2 separate regions of the Drosophila melanogaster genome follow, and region 2 is linked to region 1. A link is a contact called in public Hi-C data. All regions are on one chromosome and are shown on one strand. Each heading gives the region's core, a stretch centred on a gene start, on an enhancer-like site or on the middle of the called end of the contact. The rest is flanking DNA. Distances are from core to core; before and after follow the strand shown.

Region 1 (6,812 bases), core at 3,356-5,855:
AAATGCCATCAATTTATTCGTTGAATGAGATCTCTTTGTTGAATCTAAAACTAAGCTGATCAAGTCAATCATGGTCAATTCAATCCTAATTGTGGAAAAATGATGCATTCTAAACATGAATCTTTGTATCTCAACCCTGCAGTGTACAAAGTACCTGGTCTAACACCCGGCCGTGGTCAGAACATCTACAACTGCGACTACAACCAGCCGCCGCCAAAGGGTCAGGTGTGCGACGTGGACATCAAGACGTGGTCGCCGTGCACCAAGGAGAATAACTACAGCTACCACAAGAGTGCGCCGTGTATCTTCCTCAAGCTGAACAAGATCTACGGCTGGATTCCGGAGTACTACAACAGATCGAATGACTTGCCCGCGAACATGCCCGCCAGCTTGAAGACCTACATCGCAGAGGTCGAGAAGACGCAGCCAGAAAAGGTAGTTGGATGAACGTAATGCCAGATATCTAGAAGACTAACTAAGATTCTCTTCCGGGCGTAGCTAAACACCATTTGGGTATCGTGCGAGGGCGAGAACCCAGCCGACCAGGAGAACATTGGTGCTGTCAACTACCTGCCAATCAGGGGATTCCCCGGCTACTTCTATCCCTACCAGAACTCCGAGGGCTACTTGAGTCCCCTGGTGGCGGTGCACTTCCAGCGCCCCAAACGTAAGTAGTGCCTGCATTTCCAAGATCCCTATTTTCAATGACTTTGTATCACCCAGGCGGAATCATCATCAACGTGGAGTGCAGGGCTTGGGCTCGCAACATCATACACGATCGCAAGGAGAGAATCGGATCGGTGCACTATGAGCTCCTCATTGATTAAATTGTACCACACTATTACAACATAACATAATAGCAAACACAATAACAAGAATCTCCGATTAACAAGAATCTCGGTATCAGAGGTGTGTGAGGACGATAAGTCTCGTCTAAGACAATCCTACCAGAGGCAAACCACCAGATGTTGTAGTGAAGATTGTGAAAGGTTCAGATTTTCGAATGTCATTAAAAATCCAAATTATTTAAACTTGTTTTCCGCGTTATAAAGCATACAAAATATATATTCAAGACTTGCAACGCCTATAAACATACAAATTTTGAATTCCAATAACTTTTTATGCACTTTACGATGAAAGTTAGACGTAAGATTGTAAAGCTAAACCACCAAGATGGGAACTCAATGGACAGGATGGAACTAAACCAGCCTGAATCTCGTTTGGCGCTGACCAGTAAATTTGGCGCTGACCAGTAAATAGTAAATCAATCAAATGCAACAAATTTACAGCAATTAATCCAAACTGCCATTTCCAATGAATTAACAAACGAATCCCTAGATATTACAAATTTATAAAGAAAATTTAAGAATCATTTTTGAGTCTGCCGCTATGTAACATGTAACCGAAAACAGACCAATTTTGTCTACCAAAAATCTAAATATTTACAGCTAGCTTCAGAATTTACCATATTTATTAATAACTTAGTCAAAAGTGAAGCCTATATACATATACATCACATTTTGATAGACGACAAAAGTGCAACATTTGGAAAACAGAAAATCGTAACTTCGGTTAACTTGTAAGCTTATGATATAATAATTGCGAAGATTGAAATTTAAGGAAATAAATTGAGACGGCTAAGAGACACAAAACACTTTCAATTCCTTTTCAATAAAAATCAAATGAAAGTAGTCAGAAAAGCAAATCCGTTTTATTTTTAATACACTTGGCGATATATTGACACAAGATTACGATAGCAAAATCACAAAAAAGATGTTGCTATACAGTTTCTCAAAATTATCAGATGGGGCATATGACATACTTTAGGATTTACGTAAACACTGATGTTTGCCCTGTAGGGTGATAAGATAACGCTGATAACACTATATCACAACCATCTCAGTCGTCACTTGACAATGGTCAGCCGCTGGCTGATAAATATACTTAAAGCCAGATCGATTGGCTTTTATTTATATATAATACGTTTTGTAGGCGCGCGGTCACATCGGTTTTTATCAGTCCGAATAATAAGTCTTCCAATTGCGTCATTTAAAATCATTAACGGAGCGCTGCTGTTTGCCTTTTGATATTGTTTATTTTTAAAATATCGAGTGAAGAGTATAAGCCGGCATATGAATATGATTATCACATTTGCCCTTCATTTACAATCTTGTTCGCTGCAGATTTCTCTTTCAGTGATCTATAAAAAATTCCTTAATTAGAGCGCAGAGACAGCAGTTTTCGATTATGTTTAACTTTTGCTTATATTCTCTGAATTTGCTAAAATACTTCTGTGACGTCAGAAGATCGACGAGGAAAATAGATTACTGGAATTTTGTATTCCAACTGTTTGACTTTTCCACTTATTATCGTATGCACAAATATGCCAGCAATGTACATTCGCTAATTGAGAGCTAATTAGCTGAATGACAGACCATTGTCCACAGAACCTAAGCCATGTAGCTGCTGAAATCAGTTGATAAATAAAAAAAAAAACCAAAGCCCATCCTCTAATGAGGAAGTTCTACGAGATTTAAAGATCGACACGCACACAGCAAAGTCTGAAAAATCGGTTTGGACCAGGATAAACTGGTTGGAGATATGCGGGAGATTTGAGGGAGTTCAGATGAGCAAAAGAGAGAGAGTCCAACAAGGCAGTTACTTCGACAGTTGACCGTTAAATGGATATAACCGGTCAAATCCAATTGGGCAATGTATGAAGTTACAGTATGTAGACTTACTTATCACCGGTAAATTATATACGTCATTCAAGAGGTATTTGTTCGTCATTTAGCTAGTTGAATGCACCCCTTAAGGGATTCGCAATTTTATTCTAGCCCGTGATTGCAGCTAACCAAATTATCATAGTTATTAAAGACCCATTTAGGATTAAACACCTCTCGTCTGACAACCCAATAAACCGAGATGCAGGAATTGCGCCTCACAATTGAGTTGACTCCACAACGTAGCCACCCTGGCGTTTTCAAGTGTCATTTAATCAACTTGTGATGATTACAACGATGGAGCACCGAGATACAATAACATAATGCCGTGGCCATTTATCCGTGCATCTCCATGCCCACAATCAGCAGCAACAGTCTAAGAATGAGGAAAATTGGCAATGGCAACCCATTGTTGGGGGAGTTGTGGGTTCATGTGGCAAGGGGCAAGGGGGTTGCCATGCAGAAGGAAGTGCACATTTAAGGGAATTAATCAACTCGAAAGTTCTTGACACTTGGCAACGCTTTAAACACTCGACAAAAAATCCTCGTAAATTTTCTACCATTTTCCCTAAAGATAGTGCTTATGAGGTTCTTTTTGAAATTCTTAAGCCATTATATGCAAATAGTTATGGAATATAAGAGTAAGAAACAGTTTATTTTTCTCAGTGCAGCGTTAGCATTATCCAGATGCTGATGACGACGAACCATGATTGAGGAACAATAACAAAGAAAGTTTTCCCGATTTCCGCGTGGAAATTTCCGAAGCACAGAGCGCCCAAAAAACTGATCCACCCGTTTGGGGAGAGCGTGGAAAAGCAAAACAAAGCGCAGTACAACACAGCACGCCAGCATAATGAGAGTAACAATGGTGGTGGCGATTGTTAGGGGGAGGGGCGTGGGTGGAGTGTGTAGTGGAGCCAATGTACTCAACTCTCCGCGCATGTCAACGCCAGAGTGGGAGAACGGGAGATAGAGAGAGAGAGTGCGACTTGTGCTAGTATGCGTGTGATTTTCTTTGTGCTTTGTATTTTAATATTTATAAAGCAGGAGCGTATCACATTCTTAGAGGGTGAAGTGCGGTCTAGGCTCCACAGCCTTTGAATGCAAAGCACTTAGCTGCACTGGCGAAAATTGCATGGCCCAAGCAACTGCCCTCGGGTGTGTTGTTGTCTGGCCACTGTCTGCACTCAATCATTTATTCTATTTGCGTAGCCAGCTAAGGAGATGGAGAGAGATAGAGAGAACATTAAGAGGTAAAACACACACGAAACCCCCAGCTCACACACACTCACACCTTAGCCACATAACCTCCCCCCTGGTCCAACGCTTTTGCTTTGGCCTTTTTCATGTTGCTTGGCAAAGTGTCGAATACGTTCAACAGCTGTCGACGTCACACTGCAAGAAAATTGACCCTAGATACGTGGAATGCTTTTTTGGGTCACGTTTCGTATACCCAATAACATCTGAGAGTTTAAACAAAGACGTCAGCCCACATTGCGGATGAGTAATGTCCTGTAGGAATCGCTTGCAACAGAATTCTTTCTAAGATATCACTCACATGAGCTTGAAATGGGAAACCAATGCGTTATTAGACTGCTTAATATCGGAAATAATAGAAATACCTACATATCTTGACGATCTTAAGAGTCAATTTGGTCAGAAAAGTCTTCTTTGCTTTTTACCTTAACTATTTATCTGAAAATGTACCCCGTTTTCCTCAGTGCTCAATCACTCTTATCTTGAAGCTTTTGTTGCGAGAACGCAAGAGATAGAGAGAACGAGAGAGAAAGAGCGAGGCGCGTGGTGAGCCTGTGTGAGTGTTGAGGGGCGAAGAACACTGGTGCTGAGTTTTCGCCTTGCTGGGTGACTTGGGGCTGCGTTCGGTTAGTTGGTGATCTTTCGCCGAGAGCGCAACACGCAGCACGCATCGCCATTCGCAGTCGCAGGAAGCAGGGAAACCAAGAGTTGGCAACAACTTCTCGTGGCTCCCAGCCCGTTTGTTTGTGCTTCTGATTCGGCTTATTTCGCCCAAAATCGGTTCTAACTTATTTTCCTAACTCTAAGACCAGTCGAGCAGTCGAGGCGCAAATAATTGCATAATTACACGTTTTTCAAAAATATTCAAGAGTACTGCGAGTGCGAAAATAAATGAGAATTCAGTTTCGAGTCTGCTGAATCATCGCATATACACAGCACAACGTATACATAAATCAGTTTTCGTAGCCTTCGCGCCGTCCACGTCATCAACGAAAAGTATAAACCAAATTTTCGAATCGAATCGAATACTGAAAAGCTAACCGTAAACAAGTGCGAAAGAACAGCGCCGCAATGTCAAAGAATAACGGAAAGGGCGCCAAAGGCGAATTCGAATTCCCGCAGCCAGCGAAGAAGCAAACCTTCTCGGAAATGATCTACAATCCCCAGGAAGGCACCTTCTTCGGACGCACCGGAAAAAGTTGGAGTAAGTTCTTTACAACTCTACTGAATAACAAACAAAATCAGTAGACAACTTCAAAATGAATGCCTGAAAAAGATTAAGAATTAGGTTCCATCAAGAGGATAAGACTAAAACCACTGTGAGTCATTTCTATTCTATCCATTGAGTCTGTTTGTGGTTTTTAAATACATACATTTAACATTTTAGAATTAGTTTTAACTCGAAAAATATATAATTTGAATGTTTGAATGCTAGTTCCCAAATTTCCATGCAGTATAGGCACTCCAGTACTTATCTGCATGCCCCTCCGATGAGATATCTGCATCCACTCCAAGCTCCAAGCACATAGAAACAAAAATGCGATTGTTTATTGTATATAACTAGACACTTGTCCGTCATATGGTAATGGAAACTATATATGAGGAGCGTGCGGTCGTATTTACAGGCTTATCAGTCGATTTGGCGAGTCATAGTGTGGGAAACGGGATGAGGTAAAGAAGCAACTACGGAAATCTCCGTTGCGGTGTCTCGAAAATGTTTAGTCAACGCCATAAAATAGATAAACTCATTACGAGACAACATGATGAAGTGGGATTTCTTAAGGCAGTCATAAAAATATTATTAAGAAATACAATCACCTTGAGCAACCGCTGGCAATGTGATAATGGCTAAGTGAAAAGAATCTAGAAAGTTTTAGAATCGAACATTAAACATATGTGTGTTCATTTGGCTACACACGTTCAATCTACTAAATTGTTGAATTGCCTTTTTAATTAGGCTAGCATATTTCAACGTTAATGCGAATTCTTGACTTTCGAAAATGGACACGGATCCACGTTCCCAAAGGGAGGGGAATTGGGGAAAACGTGAGGGATGAGGTGGTGAGTAGAGAGCACTTTGCTTTTATCGCCAATAATATTTGCCGTCTTATAATGGGTTCTGTAAACAGATTCAAGGTTTCGCACTGAGAGGCATAGTGAGATTTAACGCTCTCACAATATCAATGTACATATATCTGAAAAATATGCCGATCGCAGAACCAACTGCTGAAACACTACCAATTTTAAATAGTGTTTAGCAATTTTCTGAGTACTTCGCTTATCGGTAGCTCGAATGAAAAGTTCCCTTGACGTCATTTGTTTGCTTTTCATTAAGTTGGCCAAGTTCGCTTCAAGTTTATCGAATGTTTAAATTGATGTATAATTTATTTACATTGACGCCAAAGGTGTACCCCCGAAGAGCTCTAATAACTTTTTATGCTAATTCCGACATTTTATACTAATTCTCAGTCCAATCGGCAAAGAACTTAAGAACTATTGACACACCTGCTACAACAAAAGCCATATGGCTGCATATCTATTTAATATATGAAACTATTTGCAGAACTGAATATACAGTGGGTAAAGTGTTTGGCCTGCCTTCGGCTAATTCCTATCATTAAGCACAAATTCGTGGTGCATGTCCTTTGATTTTTCACTGCCTAATGCTCGGTAATTTAAGTCATGTGCAGGACATTAGTGGAAAAATAAAATGGCAACGACCCCATAAACAATGTAAAGCAGTGTGGCAAAATTCTAAACAGACAGAAAACAAACAAAAATCACAGCAGATCGAAAACGCTGATTTTGATTTACGATCGCCATCCGATTAAT
Region 2 (7,083 bases), core at 4,221-6,720, 1.3 Mb before region 1:
GTACTAGTGTAGTTGTTGTTTCTGTTTGGCTGTTCTTGCACAACGGGAACACAAAAAGCAAACGAAATTTGGCAAACGGACGGGCCAAAACGAGGCAAACAGAACAGAGCGAACAGAGCGAACGCGGCGAATTCAGCGAGCAGACTGAATCGCACACATGACCAACGGACGAGAGTAGCCGCCTTCGCTGCGGCAGCGACGTCGACGCACAGTGATTTGGGTTCAGTTTGACATACACTTGTCAGCTTATCTAAATAGTTCGGCCGTTATCTTGACCAGACCGATTACGAGTACTGTACAAAATGGCGAAAAATAAATCGAGTTTAAACGACATTTTTTCATTATACAGGAATCTTTAGGAATTTGAAATCACCTGTTTTATTTAAAACAAAATGCAGAAGCTAGGTCTGACTTCAAGCTACTAAATTAGCTAGAAACTTAAAAAAAATTTTAAAACCATAAATTGAGTTATTAATCAATATTTGCTCTTGGAAACCTTATCTTACAGTTCAATAGGAATTTCCCAAATTGACGGAATTACAATGTACTTGTGCTCGTATGGGCCTGAAAGTACGCTACTTTTATTCACTTTTCTCTCAGCCTATAGAAGCACTTAAGGAACAGTATCAAACAAATTGCAATCGAGCAATGATTCAACAAAAATCACCAAGTGACAGAGTCTGCGAGTAATTACGACCAATTATTTGACGATCGAAGAAAAATAGCATTCCATTTGCTTCACCGCATGACGTCCGCATAAAAGCTGATAACAATTGGCCCGAGATCTATTATTACTTCTAGAATTTCGTATTGCGGATGTGTCGAGAAAACAACTATTCCCACTCTTATCAATGCGGGAGGACAGTCACCGAGTAAGCAGAATAGATAAGAAAAAAAAAAGGGTAGAAGCTATCACCAGAGCTGGCCGATTTCATTATCCATGAACATTAGCTTTAAAATTCCTCAACTGACGAAAGGCATCAATGTTTGAAAAACAGCTAAAATAATAAACCTTACATAAGAATTAAAATTCTTACTCGTTTCTATTTCCCCCCAAAATAAAAGCCATAAAACACGTAAACATTTTTGAAAGCAATTGTGTTATACAAGGAAACAGCTCAAAAAAAACTAGTCAAAATAAATTCTCAAACTTTTGGCAATAAAACCGTCGAACGGACAACGCTAAATCATAGTGCGCTGGATTTTTTGTTTACCGCCAGACGACGTGCGGCCCTCAGCAGAGCAGATAGAACGCCAGTTGAAATGTTTCCGTAACGTGTCACGAATCCGACTCTCATTCTATCGCATTAAGATAAAGCCCCAATGCAGTACTTTGAACAAATACGGGACTCCGTCCGTCCGTCCGTATCACCAACACCAATACTACCGCAACCAAAAACCACACCAACGTCTTGGCCACATGATATAATACCGTAGCCGGAGCATGGTCGACAACGACGTCAGATGTCCGCGGCCCAGTCGCCGAGTCCCAAAGACCCAGACCACCAGACCGTCCAAACTGACCGCCTCTGGTCCATTGCCGTCCCGCTCGCACTGCCGCTCTGGTTTCGGGCGGTTCTATGCGGTTCGCACACGAATGTAGATCTCCATCTTTTCGGAAGGCAGGGAACTTTGCTAATTCGGCATGGGTGTTGGAAAGGTAGGGGTTTTTTGCGGGTTGGCGGCATCGAGGGGGGTTGTCTCGTCGCATTTATTATTGGTCAGCCGTATTTATTTTTACAAATTTGCGAGAGCAAATATGAAATCAGCTGTTCGCATTGCCCGCTGAGATTAAAGCGATCAGGGGGGTATATAGTATTTGATGAGGTGTTTCCAACAACCAAACCATAGAGAACATTTTGCAATGCTTGCAATGAGTTCATAAATAATAAAGAAGCAAGAAGAGTCATAGGACTTGTAGTTGACAATAGAAGTACTAATAATTGACAAATTTTCCAAAGTTCTTGCCAGTTGATAAAGCGAAAAATCTATTACTCATAATTGACGTGTTCGCACAAAATAAAACTGTCGACAGATAATGTGATTGATGAAATATTTAATATACTATGTACTGCATTGGCCACTATGCCTTTATAACTAATAATCTTGAAATTTAGAGATTATAGTGAAATTTATCAAAAAACGACCACATGGTTCATGGCGTTTACGTGTTAGACTTTCAATTTAGGTATTATTATTATTCCATTAAATTTAATTACCATAACCACCTAATTTATTCTCACTGATGATAATTTTCCATTAGCTTAAACTAAAATCAAATTAATGGCAAAATATATAGCAATTTAGCTTTCCAATGTGATAGCTAGAGCACGCAAACGAGTTCATCTTCATCGATATCGTATCGTTTCAAATTAATTAGAACTCAAATCAGATTTATCACGGAGTGAGAGCATCCTACACAAACTAGTTTTCAAAGCCGCATTTTGGTGGACAAAGGGGGAGGCTTGGGGGTGCGGGCGGCGGTGTTGTGCGGCATGTTATCGATTTGGAGGAGAAACAAAAAACATTGCTATCGATTTGCTGCTGGCCTCGAGGTCAATCGAATGCTAAATGCCATGGTAGTCGTGTTCGGGCATTGGTGCCAAACTTTTGTTCCTTCTTTCGCGTTTTATTGGCAAACTTTGAGCATAAACACTTTGGAGACAAATTGCCCTAGCCGCAAGTTAGGCAGCGGACTATAATAGAGTAGAAAAGAGCAGCAGCATAACGTCATCGTCAGCCATGACTCAGTTTATTTGCTCTCTCGTACGCTCGCTCAAGACCCACACACACCAACGCACACTCCGACATTCAAGCGGCACACACAAACGATGCTGTTCTAAGCCGAGGCCAAAAATCGAACCTCGGATGACCGATAAAAAATGAAATAATAAGCGGGCATTGGGAGAGGGGTGTCAATTTAATTGCCTTAATTAAAAGGCTTAGAAAAACAAGACTGAGTTCCATCATCATCGCAATCGAATTCATGCGTTCCTCTTTATTTCGCCAACAGGGTTTACTTAGATGTGTGTATCTCGGTGTTGTCATCAATGCTGTGTACAGTGAAGCCGTCTTCAAATCGAAATAGATAGAAAACGGTTACAATCCGGGTTGTGATTTGAATCATCTAAAAACTACAGGCAAACTTCTTGAGTAAAAACCTTTGGCACACGAGGAATTATTTCTGAATTTCTCGAAGGTAAAGTTTTCAACACAGAACCATTAACTTTAAAAGCCAGCAAACCCCAAAAGATGACCAATGCAATATATAATTCCTTGCTTTGTTTGCTTTTTTTTTAGCCCAAAAAACACAATTTGGTTTCCATTTAAGGACAAAGTGCGTGTAATCCGCAAAGTATGCTATAAGAACGAATGTTTAAGATGTCCCAATAAGACTAGTGTTTGAAATCCAGCATTTCTTTAAAGTATCCTACCATAAACGGATTGCAACCCACTGTGCCCGCGATCGCCGAGGTATGCAATGGAATTTGATATGGCCAACAGCTCTGGGGTAACCACAATAAAGAACGAGTTTATCTATTCTGAGCCGCTGTTCATTAGCCGAGAGCCCTCACTGTATCGATGTTGATGTTGGTGTGTCATGGCAGGCTGGATGACGTGATTGTCTCCTCTCCTCTTCGCTGCTCTGCTCTTCTCTTCCCCTTCCACGCTCTCCCACTCTCTTGCTCGATGGCTTTTCTCCTTTCTCTGCGCCCGCATATGATTAAAACGGCAAAACAAGATAAAACTCGTTGGAGCAAAGGAGCTGCTGCCGCCTGCTTGTTGGCTTTGTTGTTGTTGCTGTTGGATAGGCCCTGCGAGTGGGTCAGTGTTCGAAAAGGGTGTGAGGTTGCGGGTGGGGGTGGTGGGTAAGTAGGGGGTTGTGGGAGGTAGAATATACGCATGACACTCCTTGCCGCCGCACACACACACACTTGCAAAGATACACCAACACTAGCGGAGCACGCGACACACGCACACGAGGTCACTCACACAGGCGCAGGGCCGTATTCCCCAACACCCACACAATCGCACGCGTTAAATGTTATTAGTTTATTTACGGTATTAACAAAATGTTATTGGCATGAATAGTGTAGTACATCGTACATCATGCATCACACTGGAGTATGTACATCAGAGCAGGGAAAACACCCACACACAGACACGGATATGGTTTTTAAGCACTTTTCGGCATTGTGACAGTAACGCGTTGGGGATTTTAGTTACTGGGTTTCCATTTTCATTTCATTTCTTTTCTTTTGTGGCAAAGGAAGGGGGTGTCTTTATATTTCTCTTTTTCGCTTTCTTCTTGCTTTTTGAGCAGCGATGACGACAGCGTGCGCGGCTCTTTTTCCCAACGCTGCTCCGCTTTTTTGCCTTCAATAACATTTACACTTTGCACTATTTATGTAATAGTTTTTCAATCGGTGCGCGGTGTTTCATCTCAGCACGATTTTCGGGCACTGGCTGGCGAGCACTAGCCGCAGACTGGGTTACGAATTATGTACATTTTTCACATTTTTCCCCGATGATTTTTCTTTTGTGTTTTACTACCAATGAAGAGAACAAACTACCAATACACACGCACGCACTCTCGCACACACACTCACTGAGCACGCACTGACACACACACATGCCACCGCTCAATGACGAAATTCCTCGCAAAGCGTTGACAACTCTAGGTTCTAGCTCTCCCAGCTCCACTGCTTTTGCTTCTGCTGCGTGTGCGAGTGTGTGTGTGTGAGAGAGAGAGAGAGATGGGTACTTGTGCTGGTGTGCTTTTCGTCATAATTTTTGCGTTGGGCAACCCAGCACCTTTGACTTCTTGGCGACTTTTCACACGTAAATGACCGAGGGGGCTCACACTTTCACCGCTGGCACACAGACTGGGCCTTAAACCGATCGACTTTGCACAATTTTTCGCATTTACCTAGCACACAAAACACAAAAATTCGATTTTTTCCTCGCTGATATTTTCACGCGAATGACCTTACATCACATGCATACAATACACACACACACAGACAACTGAAGCGGTGGTATGACCAAGGCTTATAGTCAAATAGTAGCAAAAATACTGAACGATATATACTAAAAAGACTATAGAATGCCATTATCCAACACTGGCGCTGAGCGGATGAAGTTTTGCCATCTCTGTCTTACTCCCAGGCTAAGAACTAAATTCCCTCATATATTCTAGCAATATGTTATTCTTAGAATTCTGTGGAAACACGTAAATTATAACTGGTTCGCAGATTAAGCTTAAACTTAGTTAATAAATAAAAATACGCTTTTCTGATAAACTTTTGTAACGTTATGAGCTTACTTCCTTTGTTCCTAATTTATTATGACATTAAAATCATTAGGAATTATAAAATTTTCACATCAGCAGTTTGAACTCGCAGTGCGACCGTTAAATTCTTAGCGTTCTGGCCACACCTGAAATCTGGTATTGTGCCAATCTCTGCGAACGGTCACACTGCATCAGTCATCAAAGCGGGTGTGGATCGCTGTTGGTTTTGTGTTGTTTCATTTTTTCGAATCTTTGAGTTCCCGAGTTAGTTTTATTTACCTTTCTGTTGTTTAATAAAATGTGCATGGCCTGCTGAGCAGCCAGATTAGATCGAATTTCAGTACCGAGGTGAGTAGAAATGGCTTTTCGGAGCTCTTCCACTTGGCGACCCGCCCAAAAATCGTGTGTTTGGCCGTCTCCAAAATGCCTAAGCCAGTGTTATTGTGTTGTTGCTGTTGTTGTTGTTGGCACATGGGCGTTGACCGAAAAACGAAGAAGTGCCTCAAATATTGGTTACAACTTTGTACTATGTGCTCGTTGCTTTAATTAGTAATTGTAAAGGAAGTTTTTCGTTAGGAACACTTTGCCACTAAAAGGAAATGTGAGTGAGGATGGCGTTTTGGCCACCTGCTGGCCAATTGGATTGCGGCGTCTTCTTTCGTTTTTCTGCCTTCAAGCTCTCGAATTTCCGCCAACAGTTGCTCCTTTGGCCGCCCAAAATGTCCTGCCTGCTGTTTCAATTGCACTTTTGCCCTCTCAACTCATTTCGAATGGGTCTTCTCGGCTAATTAATGCCCACTTTACTTGTGTATTACGCTGGTGCTGGTGCGCCCTCTTGCACTGGAAAAAGTGATGTCAAATATATTTGTTATATAGAAATGTTATACCGAAATGGCATTTTTAAACGAAAGAAAACTCTATAAAAAGATTTTTTTAAATAACAAAATTCAATATTTTTTTTTATAATGAAAAATATTTATATTTTTAATATGAAAAATCCCATTTAATCAAGATCTTATTTATTTCAAAAGGTGAAAAAAATAAATCTAGTAAACTATTTTCTCTCTGTGTAGCTGTGCGCAAAGGGTGGATTACAAGTCGCGTTGTTGAAATTATTACGAGTTCGGTATTTGTTTTCACCGCCGAGAGTAGAGACTGGCCTATAGGCCAGTAACTTCTGCTGCTTCAGTGCACAGAGTATCTCGCCCAGGCCGATATCTATGGTCAGGTAGCCGGTTGTTTCATTTGCGTGTTTCGCTCAGTTCCAGTGGTCTACCTTTACCTTCATTTGCTCGCCAGTGAATGCATTTCAAATGCAGCCAGCCACACACACACACGCACTCCCTCCATCCATCCTTCAATTTCATTTCACCTCACTTGTCTAGAAGTCGGTGCCGGTGCCTCATTGTTCTCCTGGCGTGGACCCTTTTTGTATGGTTGCCATTAAGCGTTGACTTCTTACCCTACACCATGGAGTTAATACCTGAGTAGGGAGGATTTCGAGGTCCTTGCTCGAATGATGTATTCCCTGTGTGCCGGCTGATTGTGTGCTGATAAGCTGGAATACTTAAATATGCGCATTTTTTAATGTTGCACACATTTCTCCACCAGCAATTTGCAAAAAAAAAATAAATAATTTTTAAAAATGAATTTTTTAAGAACTCCTAAGAACTGTTTTAATTGAGTTCAAACGTTCCTTACAATTTGTCATACTTTTGAATTTTAAGTAGATTAAATTAAAAGTTCACATCATTATTGATATGAAAAATTGTCTATAGTATAGTATGGGT

Evidence for each region. A called contact is a pair of places that touch in the nucleus more often than the background predicts.
Region 2: a Hi-C map of the Kc167 cell line shows a contact between it and region 1, with 5 times the contacts expected there. The contact joins the promoter of Mcr here to the promoter of nrv1 in region 1. A contact is called at or near these places in 2 of 107 Hi-C or Micro-C datasets (the Kc167 cell line and eye imaginal disc).

Annotation. Positions count from the first base shown.
Region 1 is chr2L:6,784,654-6,791,465 of dm6, reverse strand. It overlaps nrv1 (nervana 1), which reads left to right and starts at 4,605. Exons shown (of 4, transcript NM_057819.4): 1 at 4,605-5,184. The coding sequence starts at 5,052. nrv2 (nervana 2) reads left to right here. Exons shown (of 8, transcript NM_057820.4): 6 at 143-435; 7 at 499-667; 8 at 724-1,696. The coding sequence ends at 827.
Region 2 is chr2L:8,081,369-8,088,451 of dm6, reverse strand. It overlaps Mcr (Macroglobulin complement-related), which reads left to right and starts at 5,470. Exons shown (of 7, transcript NM_079949.3): 1 at 5,470-5,641. Bsg (Basigin) reads right to left here and starts at 5,032. Exons shown (of 7, transcript NM_164785.2): 1 at 4,931-5,032. It also overlaps asRNA:CR45257.